Linked DNA regions of Anas platyrhynchos: region 2 is linked to region 1. The links are chromatin contacts, called in public Hi-C maps. All regions are on one chromosome and are shown on one strand. The core of a region is the stretch at or near the end of the contact, and the rest is flanking DNA. Distances in the headings are between cores, read along the strand shown. Region 1 holds the start of CEP68 (centrosomal protein 68). Region 2 holds the start of LOC101793288.

Evidence for each region. A called contact is a pair of places that touch in the nucleus more often than the background predicts.
Region 2: a Hi-C map of subcutaneous adipose tissue shows a contact between it and region 1, with 2.6 times the contacts expected there. The contact joins the promoter of LOC101793288 here to the promoter of CEP68 in region 1. A contact is called at or near these places in 3 of 8 Hi-C or Micro-C datasets (liver, skeletal muscle and subcutaneous adipose tissue).

What each region holds. Positions count from the first base shown.
Region 1 is chr3:13,024,797-13,032,098 of IASCAAS_PekinDuck_T2T, reverse strand. CEP68 (centrosomal protein 68) reads left to right here and starts at 5,469. Exons shown (of 7, transcript XM_072035310.1): 1 at 5,469-5,606. It overlaps SLC1A4 (solute carrier family 1 member 4), which reads left to right. Exons shown (of 8, transcript XM_005018152.6): 8 at 1-2,117.
Region 2 is chr3:13,243,964-13,250,662 of IASCAAS_PekinDuck_T2T, reverse strand. LOC101793288 reads right to left here and starts at 2,896. Exons shown (of 26, transcript XR_011808005.1): 1 at 2,339-2,896; 2 at 947-1,022. It overlaps AFTPH (aftiphilin), which reads left to right and starts at 3,209. Exons shown (of 8, transcript XR_003496100.3): 1 at 3,209-3,376.

The sequences.
Region 1 (7,302 bases), core at 4,220-6,719:
CTGATAACAACACTGAGAAAAACAATCAGCTTCTTTGCAGACATGTATTTAGTAACCGAGGTTAAACTGTGTGTGGTGTGTTGGTACAACTTGATTTCTGTTACACATTGCACAAAGAAATTGAGAAGGGAAATCTTTTCTTAAGGAAACTGTTTGCACATGGCCTGAAACCCCTGCTGTACATTCCCATAGAAGAAAAAAAATGTGCTTAACCATAAAAATACCCCAAGTATTAACTGGTACAGATGGCAGCTTTTTAAGAACCCAAAGGAATGCCACAAAATACACGAGCCAGGGCCTTTGCTAGCGTGCATTAACGTAATTTCATGAGCTTTCAGTGGCCTATGGACTTCTGATGGGGATGATACCTCCCCAGCAGCAAAGGGGTTTGAGTTGGTCCTCTTAAGAAGATAATGTTCTTGAAAGTGCCCAATAAAGGGACATTTTTAATACTTGCTGGCTACAGCTAGAGGCATTTTATGTGCTCACAGTACTCTCATGAATTTCTGCCTCACACAAGAAAAATGTGTTTTCTAGATGGTCAGTGCTGATGCAGAATCAAGGCTTCCTGATATTCGGATCAGTTTTCCATCTCTGTGTCCCTCTTGCAGGGTCTGCTGCAGTCTTTAAAATCTGCAGAGACCCCAGCAGGACCAGGCTTCTATAGCACATGGATTAAACTTAAAGATATTCTAGCTCCACGTGAGGACATAGATGGTCTCACATCCTGTTATTGAGGGGACAAAGACAAAGATTCAACTTCAGAGGAGGAGCTGGGCCGAAAAAAAACAAACAACCCTATGTGAAGGCAATACCTTAGTCACATTTTGCACTTAATAACTCAAAAACTTGTGACCAACCTAGCCCTTACTGCCTCCTTGGTCTGCCCCACAATGCATGTTCTGTTGGCCTTGCTTTCCTGAGCACCAATGTAGAGGTAATGTTTGCCATTCCTCAATATTCCAGTCTTTGAAGAATGTAGTCTTATTTAGGCTTAAATCTGTTGCTATCCTGGCTGCACTTCTGTAAGGTCATGCACAAAGCGTGTGCTGTGCAGGATGAAGACTGTGAGTAGCAGTACAAATAACCGTGTGTACCTCTGCTAAGGGGAGATGTGCCTCGTTTTCAAAGCAAAGAGGAATTGCTGCTTCTTTGTGGTAAACTGAGACTGACTCACTCACACTTGGGGAGGAGGAAGGTTTGGATTAGCCCTCTAGATTCAGGGACAGCAGGACCACCGCTAAGACACGAGGTGCCTCCTTCTGCCGCAGAGGTACGCGATCTGCCTTACTACCCTTACAGGTGCCTTGTTTGGGTTTTTATTGAAACTATGCACCAAAGGCAAGAGACTCTGTTGTCCCTGCAGACAGGAGGGAGAACAAGATGTCCTGATGTGAGACGAAAGCCTAGTCTGTAAGACAGGGAAAGTGGGTTTCTTTTATCCTCTAAGTTTTCTGTCAGCAGTCCTGCCTCTGATGTGCATATGTATGTGTGTGCTTTTATTTCTACATGAACACAAATCGCTCTAATTAGAAGGGAGGATCCTTGTATTTTTATATGCTAAGCCATTTGATTAATTACTTTAATAAAGTGACACACGGATGAACTCTGAAATTCACTGCCATCTGCTCCAGTACAATCCAAATTGACAGATACAAAGGTACCTGCCTTCAGATAAAACCTCGTGCTGAATGCACGTAGAGCAACCACTCCATTCAATGAGTACGTGTGCCATGTGGGTGTGTTGATGCTTGTGAACTTCTCTAACTGTTCCTGTTCTAAAGCAGTGGGTTTGATCCACGTGACTCTGTATCAGCCTTTTTATTATCTACCGAGAACAGATGGATATGCAAAAAGGACCATATTGCTGTGTCTGGGGGGTGTGACCCTGGGGGAGATATTACAGATGTTTACTGTGTAGGGCTCTCCTCGGTGTTAAAATTCTCCCTGCCTGCCTGGGGAGAAGACGGTCCTGTGGTTCAGGTTGAGATGGTTTGCTGCATTAGAAGGGTGACACAATAGGATGCTCTCTCTTTTTCCCTTCTGTCATGGAAATGTATATTTGTTCTCTCTTTGTGTAGCTTCTCAATCTGAAATAAAAATCACCCCAAATAGAATTCATGTTTTGGTCTTTGTTTGGAGAAGACCTGGCTTTTTAGCTGGATCAACGTTTGCCCTAGGTGGCCAGGCCTTTTACTGGACTGGGATCTTGAGCTCCGTGCTGATACCACGACCCGAGCAAACTCTGATTCCACTGGAAATGCCCCTGAATGAAAATTGTGTACCTTGGTGTTTGGGTCCTCTTTGCAAGACCACGACCTTCACTGGCATGCCGATGTCACTGGTTAACTGCCTATCAGTCCATTTACCTCCTTCCCCTGCAGCTCGTGGTGACCTGATGCTAGGTAACATTTCTTCAAGCCGTATGCACAGATACTCAGCTCTAAAGGGTCTTCAGGAAAGCTGGGACTAGTACACAGTTTTTAGAGACGTGCATCATAGTGGGGTACAGGGGCTGACAGACCTGTGGCCTGTTGTGCCAAATGACCAGACTTCATTCTCTGGAGGAGTACTGAGGAGTGGGAGAAATCACGTAGCAAATCCTTTGGGATAGATTGGTATGTTTGGGGAAATTTTGCATTTGGTCCCCATACTCAGTCTGATCAGTGTGATGGTTTCAGAACTGAGGGCCTGGATTTGGAAACAAGTGGTTTTGATACAGCATTTCCATTAAAAGCTTGTATGTAGGGTAGATTTTATACTGAGATGCAGAATATCACAAATCCTGATAAGAATCTACTATATAAGTGTATTTTTGCTAGCTTCAAGCATTAAATTCAGGTCCTGGAACTAAAAAAGAAGGGTGCGAATTCATAAGAATTGCAAGCTCCAGAAGAAAGAAGTGTAATTTGAAGGACCTGTGCATGTGTGATTTACAAATTGTAATGGTATTGTGTTTTGGTATGTTAATTTTATAAATCTATCAATGTGATGTTTTCCAAAAAGCCTATCTGACCTCAGGGTTGTGTCTTTGTCTTCTTGCTTCCCTGCTGAAACCCTAAGGAGATACCTGGAGGAACGCTGCTCAACCAGCAAGCTGCCAGAGGAGTGCTCTCGCACATTAGTTGCTAGCTGTTCAAGTGTCAGCTCTGGATACAGAGATGGCTGCTGCCTGAAACAAGCAGGTTTTCGGAAACTTTCTGAGGTAGGTGGTGATTGTCAGAGCTGTAGTGCCTCACCATTTGAAAGCCATGAACCTTTATGAGACCCATGGAAAAATGTGGAGTGATTGGTTTGTCTTCAATGAGAACCAAGTCAAACACTAGGCTGAGTCCCAGCTGACTCAATCCAGACATTTTTAGAGCTTTAACACTAAACAAAACAGATGAAGTTTTGCATGATATTTCTACCACCACCTGCCAATCTGGCCTCATGCTTTTAAATTTTGAAGTAATTCAATCATTTTTTAAGAAGAGAGCTTTCAGGAAAATGTACTTCACTTTTTCCTTCTAAAAATGAGTGATGGGTTAAAAAGACAGACCACACATTTTAGAAGTTCACACAAAGAAAAACACTTAAAATAAATTTATAACAAAAGCAGCTGCTACTGCTGTAATTGAATATGTAGAGATGAAATCCAATTATGGCCAAGGAGCAGATTAGTTCTTTTATTATTATTATTTTTTTAATCCTCGGCTTGCTTGATTAAGGTAGATATAATTGTAGGGAAGTGCTTTGTGAGTCAGCTAAAAGGTTGAAAGACAACACCATGTTGTTCTGCTATCAAATGACTGGTTTGGGTCTAACAGGTTGCGTGGTACAGCTGTGCTAATAGTCAGGTCACCTTTCAGATATGTGGAGTGATGTTAGGTTGTTGAAAATCAAATCTCTGCTGTCTTCCCATTATGAGCATTCAAGCGAATGTACAAGTACGTTGCACCTCTTGGGAGTCTCGTGTGCTGTGATCTGCATGAAAAGAGCTTGGCAAGTTTACAGCTAACTTGCTGTTCTTGCAAGTTCTTGCATCTTGGATGTGAGAGTAGAGCCACCATGCTAAGGAGGATACCTGTGGTTTTAGACTGGGCAGGAAGGGTAGCAGCTGGAATTTATTTCCACATTTTGAAAGTTATCTCCACGATCGTAAGGGCTGGGTTTGTCAAACTTTATGCCAGAGACCAGACAAATTACAAACTGGCTCTGAAACCTAGGACTGGAGATGCAACACAAAGCCACTCCAGAGTCTTGGGTAACTAGACTTCACCATCTCCACGGGATAGTGATCAGCGATGCTATGTAAATTACTGTAATTACTGTGTCACGAAAACTCGTACACAATCAGGCAGATCTGGATTCTCTTCACTGTGGTATGCTACAATATAATTAGATGGAGATGCCCACAGCTACCAGAGGTTGAGGGAGGCCTCCAAATATTCAGAACTCAAAGCTTGCAAACTGAGCAGGTTCCAACCAACAGCAACAGAGCCGTTGAGATTAAACATTGCTTCCCTGGTACTGTAACATTAATTAGCTCAAGTAATTTGGCTCACTGAGCTTCCTTAAGGTATGGGGCTTTATCCTTTCAGCAGTACCATTCCTGCTGTGTTAGGAAACCGGTGTAGCCAAACTCAGAATAAGATCTTATAGAAGGGGAATATAGTATTTATTTAAAGAATTTGTATGTAAGCCAATTTTACCCGCTCACACTCATTCTTTTATAGATTTCACTTATTCACACTCACAAGCCACGAAATGTGTGTCCGAGTGGTCTGGTCCCAATCACCTGAGTGCCACATAAGCAAAATAGGATGGTGCCTGTCAAATCTTCACTAAATCTCCTACTTTTTGGAGAGTTCTTTAATAGTCGTTAAGAATTGTTGGGTTTTGGCGGTCCTGTGCTGCAGCCTCTCTTCCTGCTGGGCTGCCAAGAGAAGGAATAGGAGATGTGGAATGCTGTGACCCTGATGCCATCCTCCTATTATCAGAGAGCAGGGTCTTCTTTGAACAAGTCGACTGTGCTATGGTCTTAGTTGTGTGCAGGCCTTCTGGGCCTGGCAAAAAAAAAAACAAAGGCCAAACCTTTTGCTAGGCATGGCATCATTTGCTATGACTCCAAGCCATTCTTCAAACCACTGCTTTGCTATTGTGATGCTTACATTAACTAATTTTAAATTTATACCAAACCATCTATTTCTTTTACAAAGCTCCATGCTGATGATTGGTTCGTGCAGATCACAGCTCTGGTTTTGAAGAGTCTCTGAGTTCTGCTCAGGACAACATACAAATAACAATACAATACAACCCTGGAATTAGAATGAAAAAGAAATCCCCCAAGTTCTCCATCAAAAGCAGTGGTAAAATCTCACACTTAAAAAGTCAAATTAGTCCCAATTATTCACTGTCCCTTATAATTTATATTGACTGGCAGCTGCCACCACCTCCTGACCGCTTGGCTCATATTTATTCCACAGCAACGCATCACCTTCATCCAACAAGAGGAAAGTCAGAGCATTTCCCATTAATCCCCACCTGCACAACAGCACCGAGCCTTGATCTGCGCTGCCTGGGTGTTTCAGAGGGACGACAATGCTGCCTCGGCCTGGACAGAGGTAAGGAGATGCTTTGGGAGAAGGTGGAAACTAGAAACACCTGCCTTTAGGGCTGGATTGCCTGTTGCTGGCAGTGAAGCCAGGATGTTTATGGTGTGATGGGTACATCGTGTGGCCAGAAAGGAGAAGTGCAGTTTCTACTTGGCCTTTTTCTAGGGCTAAATCCTTCCATTCTGTCCAGCTGAGCAACTAAGTGGTAAAGAACTGAAGTTGTCCAGCTGCTAACAGTACATTTCATTTCCCTGCACTCCAATGTTGACACTAAAATAGGTATCACTCTGTTTTTTCTCTATTCTTAATTAATCCTGCTTTGCATGTTTTATTTTGTGAGCTGCTTTGTGTTCCCTTAAGTCAAATTTTCTGGTGTTCCTGCAAAATTAGGAAGGAGAAGCAGCAGCTACCTTTTTTTAGGAAAGCCTTAGTAACACTGCAGTAGTGGTTTTTATCTAAATGTTTTACGTGATCTAAATGTATGGGTAAGGGAAGGTTTCTAGGCTTTTGGTGATTTTTTTCTAACTAAAAAGAAGCTAAAGCAACATGGCTGAAATGAAGCTGCTTACTCAGACGTTACTAGAGTAAATGTGCAGCTGAGGGACTGGATTCCCCAGGTGCCTACCATATGGCTGTAAGTATTTGATTAACGACAACCGTTTTAGAACAGAAAACCTGTGGGTCCCACCTGGAAGAAAAGGTCTGGGAACGGGGAGGAGGGCAGGGCTGAAATTCAGAGCAACATCAGAAGAATTGGCAGAGGGTCTGGAAAAGAGAGGATCTAAAGAATTAATCTAGATGAGAATAACGAACTGCACAAATACTGTTGGGAAGCGGTGGATTAAGGAGCCGGATCAGGAAGTTACGGGCAGTTTGAAGCATGAGTCAAGTGCCCTGCTCTGTGAATAATCAGGTAGCATACCAGGATGTGTAAACAGGAACCCAGCCTGGAGAACCACACTAAATTTGCCTTATCATAGCCAGGCCTGTGCTGGAGTTTGGGGCAAGGTTTAGGTTTTGAGTTTCAAAGAAGCGTGACCTAGGGAGAGTGAATCAAGAGAACAAGGGGAATGGGTCCAAGACATGGAAATGCAGACATCTGGGAGTAAAAAGGGTTGTTAACCCCAGGAAGAAAAGGATCTCTCCCAGTCCTGTGAGACCAAACAATTTAGGAACATGTCTGGCAGCAGGTACACCCACAGCACAGCTCAGGCAGGGACCGAAGGACTGAAGGACTAAAGAAAGGGTGAGTACAAATTAAAGTGAGGAAGGCCTACGTGAAACCTTCTGAAAGGAACTTTAATAATACAACAGGGGGTTTTGCTGTCTCTTTGAGGTGACAAGCAAACAGAGCCTGTCCTGGCCTGTTGCCCAAATGGGCTGGCACCTCCAAAGGTGTCCGAGTGCCGATGCCAGGGCTAATAGCAAAACGCACGAGCACATCACCACTGCTGGGCTGCTAGCACCTTGCGGAGAGGGGTCGGAGCAGTTCTGTGCCCAGATGGCTCCTGCCCATGAGCACGGGTCGGAGTTTGCCTACAAACCTGTCCTGAAGGAGCGAGGAATGCGGTGCTACCAGGTTACAACACAGCGATGTTGCAACTCAGTGCCTGAGCTGTTCTAACAGGGGGATAAGGTCAGTCACCTCCACGCTGCCAGCAGAACCAGGGAAGACTTGTGGCAGCTCCTTCCCACTGCAAGACAG
Region 2 (6,699 bases), core at 1,647-4,146, 220 kb before region 1:
CTTCATAGAACAAATACATAACACGGCTAATGCTATTATAAAGAGTCAGTCTGCCTTCGTCAGCAAATGTAATCCCCTTCAACCAGCAAAGCTTACGCAGGAATGACTAAAAAAAAAAAATCCCACACATCTTGTCAATCATTCAGGCTACGCCTAAGTGAAGATCACCTTCACTTTTTCATGTAGGACACTTACCTCTCATCTGATCCTGCATTAAAGTTAAATGAATTTTACAGACTCACAACTGCATACTGATTAAAGCTTCTGATCCTAGAAACTACTGAACACCACCAAGAGAAGGAAATTTCCCTCTGGTCAAACTGGCAGGGACCATTTGGAAGGATTTTCTGCCTTTCTTTGTAACTTAGGATATGACTCACTTCCTCAAACCATCCGGGAATTTTACTTAACCATTTTCCTTCTATTCTAGGACCTAATTACTGACGCTGCTGATCTTTCTGGCTCTCTTCCTGTGGTACATGGTTGGGCTTGTGGCTCTTCCACACAAGAGCTTTGCATTTGTTTTAGGGTGCAGGGGCTCAGGTTGCTGCCTGGGTTGTTTAGAAGGCTGTGTGTTTATCCAATATGTTCATTCATATCATTGATGCCTCAGTTGTAGAAGATAATAATAAAATTAGCTCCTCTAATTATGTTATTTACAATATTGCCACAGGGGTGGGTAACACACACAGCCAATGACCATTATATAAACACGGCTGGTACAGGAAAAGATGCTCCATGGACTAACAGCACACTCTGAGGTATATTTTGGGGCTTTAGAACTTAATGGCTGTTGCCAGATATGGGAAAAAATTACCTAATTTGTCTGGTGCTTTACAACTAAGTATTTCACTTCTTTTACAGATTTTTCTCTTCACCCATACAATCGTAAACCACATTTTACACTGGGTGAAGGTCAAAGTTCTTTGATAGCTAAATTGCCTACCTTCCAGTCCCCTCATTGCTTCTCCTCCTCTCCTGCCAGGTCAGCACAAGCTTTACACTGCATTTCTCACACTAAGCTGGAAAAAAAGAAAACAGCCACCAGGTGGCGAAATGTAACACTCACCCAGCCTCATTAATAGTCGCTTATGATTATCTTAAGCTATTGTAACAGGACTCCTAATGTAATTGAAATATTGTATTAACAATATAATTTTCCCATGCTTCCCAGAGGCCTTATATGTCTTATTAAATTAGTAGATTAATTATAATTACTCTTAAAAAGCATTTGAGGCATTTTTATTCACAAACCCATCTCAAACACGAAGAGTCATACGTACAACCCTGTTTTAAGCCTACCTCAGAAAAATTACTGTGTCTAAATATATGCTTAAGCCTCCATAGGAACAAAGTTTTATTATTACGCTTTGATTGCTATTTTATTATTGTAATTTGTCAGCGTGTTGTAACCACTGTAGTGTTCAGTTTGCTACTGTCAAGGGATGTATATCAGGCTTCGCACATTATTTAAAACCTTGTTTTGCATTTTAAAATACTTGGTGTTTGCAGTTTTGACAATACTTACCAATACAGTGTAAACAGGCATTAGGAATGGAAAAAAGCATAAGAAAAAACACACAGAAGTATGCATGTGGTATTTCTCATGATTTTTATTAGTGGTTTTGCTGTTAACGTTCTTTCATCTATGAGATCAAATCATTGTCTGCTTGTGCTCCTTGGGGAAAAGGGCACATAAAAAAAATATAAAAACCACAGTATCCCCCTGTGTGCTTTCTTGACAGTCTTTCTACCCCTTTTGACTGAATTTGCACAGTAAACAAGTGAACTAAACCACAAAAATACAACCTTGAGAAACCCAGTTCAACTAAAGGAAGATTTGACTAGAGTTGCACTTGAAACTAGCCTATGCACAGACCTTCTCTATTAAATGGAGACACTTATGAATCTCATTTCCCAGAAACAAATTTGTACCAAGCTACACTTTGAAGGAGGCAACTCTGGCAGCCCCCAGTGCTTACGAACTGAGGTTTCAGCTTGACGCAGGCAGGCCCTCAGGGACTCCACGAGGATTAAGTGGTTTGTAAGCTCTGAAGTTCAAGAAGTTTGCCCCCTGGTCACGCAGAGACATAAAAGGTGGAATAGCGATCCTGCTGTCTGTTCCAGAGGTGGATTTGGAAACAGGATTGTGGGATCATATACATGGGATCAGACTACTTCCCCCTAAACTTCAAAGGGGCAAAATTTTGCAATCAACGATTTCCTATGCAGGAATGTTATCCTAACCCTCAAGAATCAGAAATGAAGCCACCTCATAACACAGGCAAAACCAAAATCTCTTCAAGAGATTTTGAGAAGAGATGCTCTGAGCCCTCACCGAGTCCTCACACCAGGGGCACCCATCCTCTGCAGCGCTGCTCCCACTGCGAAGCACTGTCCTCTCTCAGCTCTCCTCCTGCCACTTTCCTCGCTGAAACACTCCGACAGATTCTCCCCGATTCCTCAGCTCTATTTTGGGGGTTCTTTTTTTATGTTCCCACCGGTTTGCCGGACCTCTCCGCGGAGAAACTCCCTCACGGCCCCGAGCCCCCTCACCGCGGCAGCCGTGAGGGCAGGGCACGGCTCCTGACAGGATTCCCGGCTCCGCACCCGAGCAGCCTCCCTCAGGCTCCACCTTGCGCAGCCACAGGGCACCTCTTAAAAAAAAATAAGACTTAAATCCCTCACATTCACTAGGTGAGAGCACGGAAAGCACCGCAACACGGGGCTCGCAGCTGCAGACCCCAGCCCGCTCCCTGAGGCACCAGAGGGGCTGTGCAGACTGGGGGAGACCCGAGGGTCCGTGGAAGTTGTCGGGGAGCCGTTATGCGGAAATAACGGCCGCCAGGAGAAAAGAAAAAAAAAAAAAAAAAAAGGAAAAAAAAACCCGCTGCCCTCACTCAACATGTCGGCCACGGCTTCACCTCCCTGCCAGCCGCTCCCCCGCCTCACCCCTCGTCCAAGATGGCCGCCCTGCCGCGGTAGGGGAGGCTTGCCAGCACTCAAGATGGCGGCCGCGCAGCAGCGCCGCCGTTTCCCTTAGCGGAGCAGCCGCCACCACCGCAGCATTGCTCGCCCGCTCGTCGTTTATTTATCCGCCTCGCCCGCCCCGGCGCTGCCCGCCTCTCCGGCCGCCGCTGGGAGCGACGGGGGCGGCGGCTGTGCGGGGCCAAGTGGGCGGCGGCAGCGGGGCAGGAGGCGGTGGCCGCCGGGAGGGGGCCGGGCTGCCGCGACGCGGTTCCTGTCGCCGTGACATGGGTTCCCCCTCGATGGCGGCTGCCGCGGGAGGCCTCAGATAACCGGCCGCGTCCCCTCTCCCCTTACCCCACCGCAGCCATGCCCGCCCGGGCCCCGCCGCCCCCCGCGCAGCCCTCAGGTAAGAGGCGGCGCCGCCGCCGCAGCCGCGGTCCCCTCGCCTCGGCGGGTCGCCCAGCTGGGGGGCGGCCGGTTTCCTCCGGGCCTCGGCCGGGGAAGGGCACCCCATACCCCGCGGCAGCGAGCGGGGGATCCCCAGGGCTTGTCCTGCCTCGCCCGGGCCCTGCGAGGGGATCTCCTCTCCGCCCTTCCTCCCTCCCTTCCTCCCTCCCTCCCTCCAGCCGCGCCCGGCGGAGGCTGAGGTGAAAATCCCCGCAGCGGCCAGGGGTCGGACCTCAGCCCTCGGCTTTGTCCCTTGGAGAGCCCCCCGGGGACGTGGGGACAGCCCCAAGGGCCCCAAGGGCCGGGCACGATCGTGAGGTGGCGGCTGAGGGCCGAGGGCTGGGGCCGCCCTGCGAGAGGGGGGCTCGGGGCGTGTGGTGCGGAGCCACCGCTGGGGCTGGCCCCGGGGCTTGGTTTCTGCTGCTCTGCCTCGCCTCAGAGGGGCAGGAGCTGCGTTCGGGCGAAGATGACACTCCAAAAAAAAAGTTATGTGGTGGGTCGGGTGTTATTCCTCAATGTAACGCCGTTCTGAATATCAGCAAAAACGTTAAAGCGCGTATTAAGTGCTGAAATGCATACTGAGCACTGACGCTTCAGTTTGTTGTTGTACGTGGCGATCCAACAAACCCAAATATTCTTCTTAGAGAAGAACAGTTTCTTAAACGAAGGGTTAAGCCCTAGCATTCCTTCAGAGTGTCACTGAGTTGGTTTCTTGGTGGTGGCAGCCCCTTTCGTCCAGCTTCAGCGCCCTGCACAGAAATCGAAACTTTGGGAAGTTTGCTGCTCCATTTGAAGTAAACATCTGCTCGTAAATGAACTGAGGTACCACAAAAAACTTCATTAACAGGAGCTGTACCGCCTTGGTCACATAAGTTTTGTTCCCATGTGTGTTTTATAGCATGATGTGCTGCGTTAGAGCTGATTTCTTCAGCTGCCGAGTTCATGGCAAAGTGAGTTTGATGGAAGTTGGTTTTTTAACTGGGCTGGTCCTTAGAGGTTGAACGTAATTAAAAGTATTTCCTTCTTGTTTTATTCTCTGGACGTATGAACTAGACTCGGAAAACCAATTAGCCTACTTTAAGCCTAAAAACATTAGGTTGTATTGTCAGCGCAGACAGAAGTCTGTAGGCACGCTCATAATGCAGTTGGAGATGTATCTGGAGGAATAGCGTGTTAATTGGGAGAGCCAGGGGAAGAGCTGAAGTACCCATGACTGATAAGTTTATTTTATTTTATTTTTTCAGGAAATCTCTCTATCACGTAGGTGAAAATTAATAGCATAAACTTGAGGATATGAGAATTGAAACTTAAATACGAATTAGCTGCATAGGAAAGAGACTTCAGAGAACGTGATATGTTGTGGTGTTTCCTTTCCACATGATGTTTTGAATAAAATACGTGTTGTGTGACCTTCTAAGGTCATGTGAAAGCATGACCTCTCCTTTTGACTTCCTTAATTTGTTTATAAGTAAACAATTGAAGGATCTCAGCCTGAATATAGCAATTTGTGCTATCCAGTACTTCTGTTTATTTTTTTGCCATGATCATGGTTTCATTTAGCACAGGATTTCATAGATCTATAAAAATTTAGACTTATTTGCAGTCAATTGTATTTCTTACATATTTATTTTGATTGAGGCAGCATGTGATTTCATGTTTGTAAGTAACCATCAAGAAATGCTTTACTAACTTAAGTTAATGTCAGCATTTTAACACCCTAGTTGCATGAAAAACCCCTGAAACTCTTCAGCACTTTCAGAAGACTTGTCTTTCACAGTGGAAATAATAAACCAGCTTAGACAGACTTCAGCCAACTCTTTGCCCTTGCCTCTTGAAATATTCATAGAGCTCTCCGTGCAGAAATGTACTGGTATCAGTTGGAAAACCAGTGGTAAAGAAACCTGTGCTAGATCTGGTTGTTTGCACGATACTCAGCAGCATAATCATCTTTGAGATACTCATTATCTTTTTCTACAGACTGTTCATTCCTTTCTGTGCTATTGTAGTGTCTGACAACTTAAACTATGTCTTTGTGAATGTTTTACTGCAATGACATGCTAACCTTTTCATGGGGATTCAAAATACTCATTTATGATTTTTCTGGATAGTCCTCTTTGGAAAAGTGCCTCTCTCAGATCCTACTCGTCGGTAGGTTTCACAGATTTTTACTTCAAGCTGCTCCTATGTACACACACACACAAAAGTCTTGAAATGTGCCGTGTTTGAAAACTGACAGTCTCATTTCCAGCAGACTTTGTTCTGTGCTAATGTCTGTAGCAATTAAAGTTTTGGATTGTCACTGCAAGGAATGTTTCTGTATGGGCACCAATTGCAAGGTGAGTTAATGAGTCTGTTTCTGTAAGGGAAGTAATTTGTGTTCGTGTTCTTTTTCTTTAAAAAATCCAAGAGTCATTTGGAAGAACCACAAGGAAGGGAAATCTTCACCTACCTTTAGTATGTTTGAAAGTAGGTACTGGGGAAAGGAAAGATGAAACCTCAGGGTCATATGTCTGTTGAAAGATGATGCAAAATAGATCCTATTCTTTGCAGTATTAGGTGTCCCTGGTTTATTGTGAATGTTTCTTAATATTCTTAGTACAGCAATATCTGTGGGTGGGATAAATGCTGAATAATGTGAGTGAGTTCTTGATAAGTGTGTTTAACTTCCTTCGGTCAGGTACATTTTTGCTTTGTTTTTCTCACCTGCTTCTTTGCACGTTGAAGAAAATACTGGTTCACTTAAAAGCAAGCGAGAGTTTGCAGTAATGGAGGGAAAAACTAGAGTTGTTTTGCTTGTGCTAGCATATTTCCTCTGGCGAGCTTTGTGAGACCCTTTCCTTTAAGAATGCACCTCGAGGCAGTTGTAGGCTGCTCTTTACTTTAGTGTACGTGAGGTTTGAGTGCACTGGAGAACATACTGCTCTGTAAATAAACCTCTAAGAAGAGTTGACCTTAGGTAATTTAGTTCTAATACTTTCTAATCCAGCACCTTTTCATCTTCATTTAGAACAGGTTCCCAAATAACACGTTTCAGGGTAACACCCCCAAATGCATTTTCTCGCAGAGTTGAACGCTGCTGTAAAATGAACTGAAGAAATGTTAAGAATGAAAGCATCCTGGTTATGCATTCCTTACGCAATCTCTCGCTTCATGCATTGTTTGGATGTGTGCAGTAGGTTACGCACAAATGCAGTGTTCCCACAGAGCCAGATCTTAAACCTGGTTGACTTTCCCAGCCAAGCGTGTTTGCCTACATGAGTTTAAAACCGTGCTTGTTCTTAT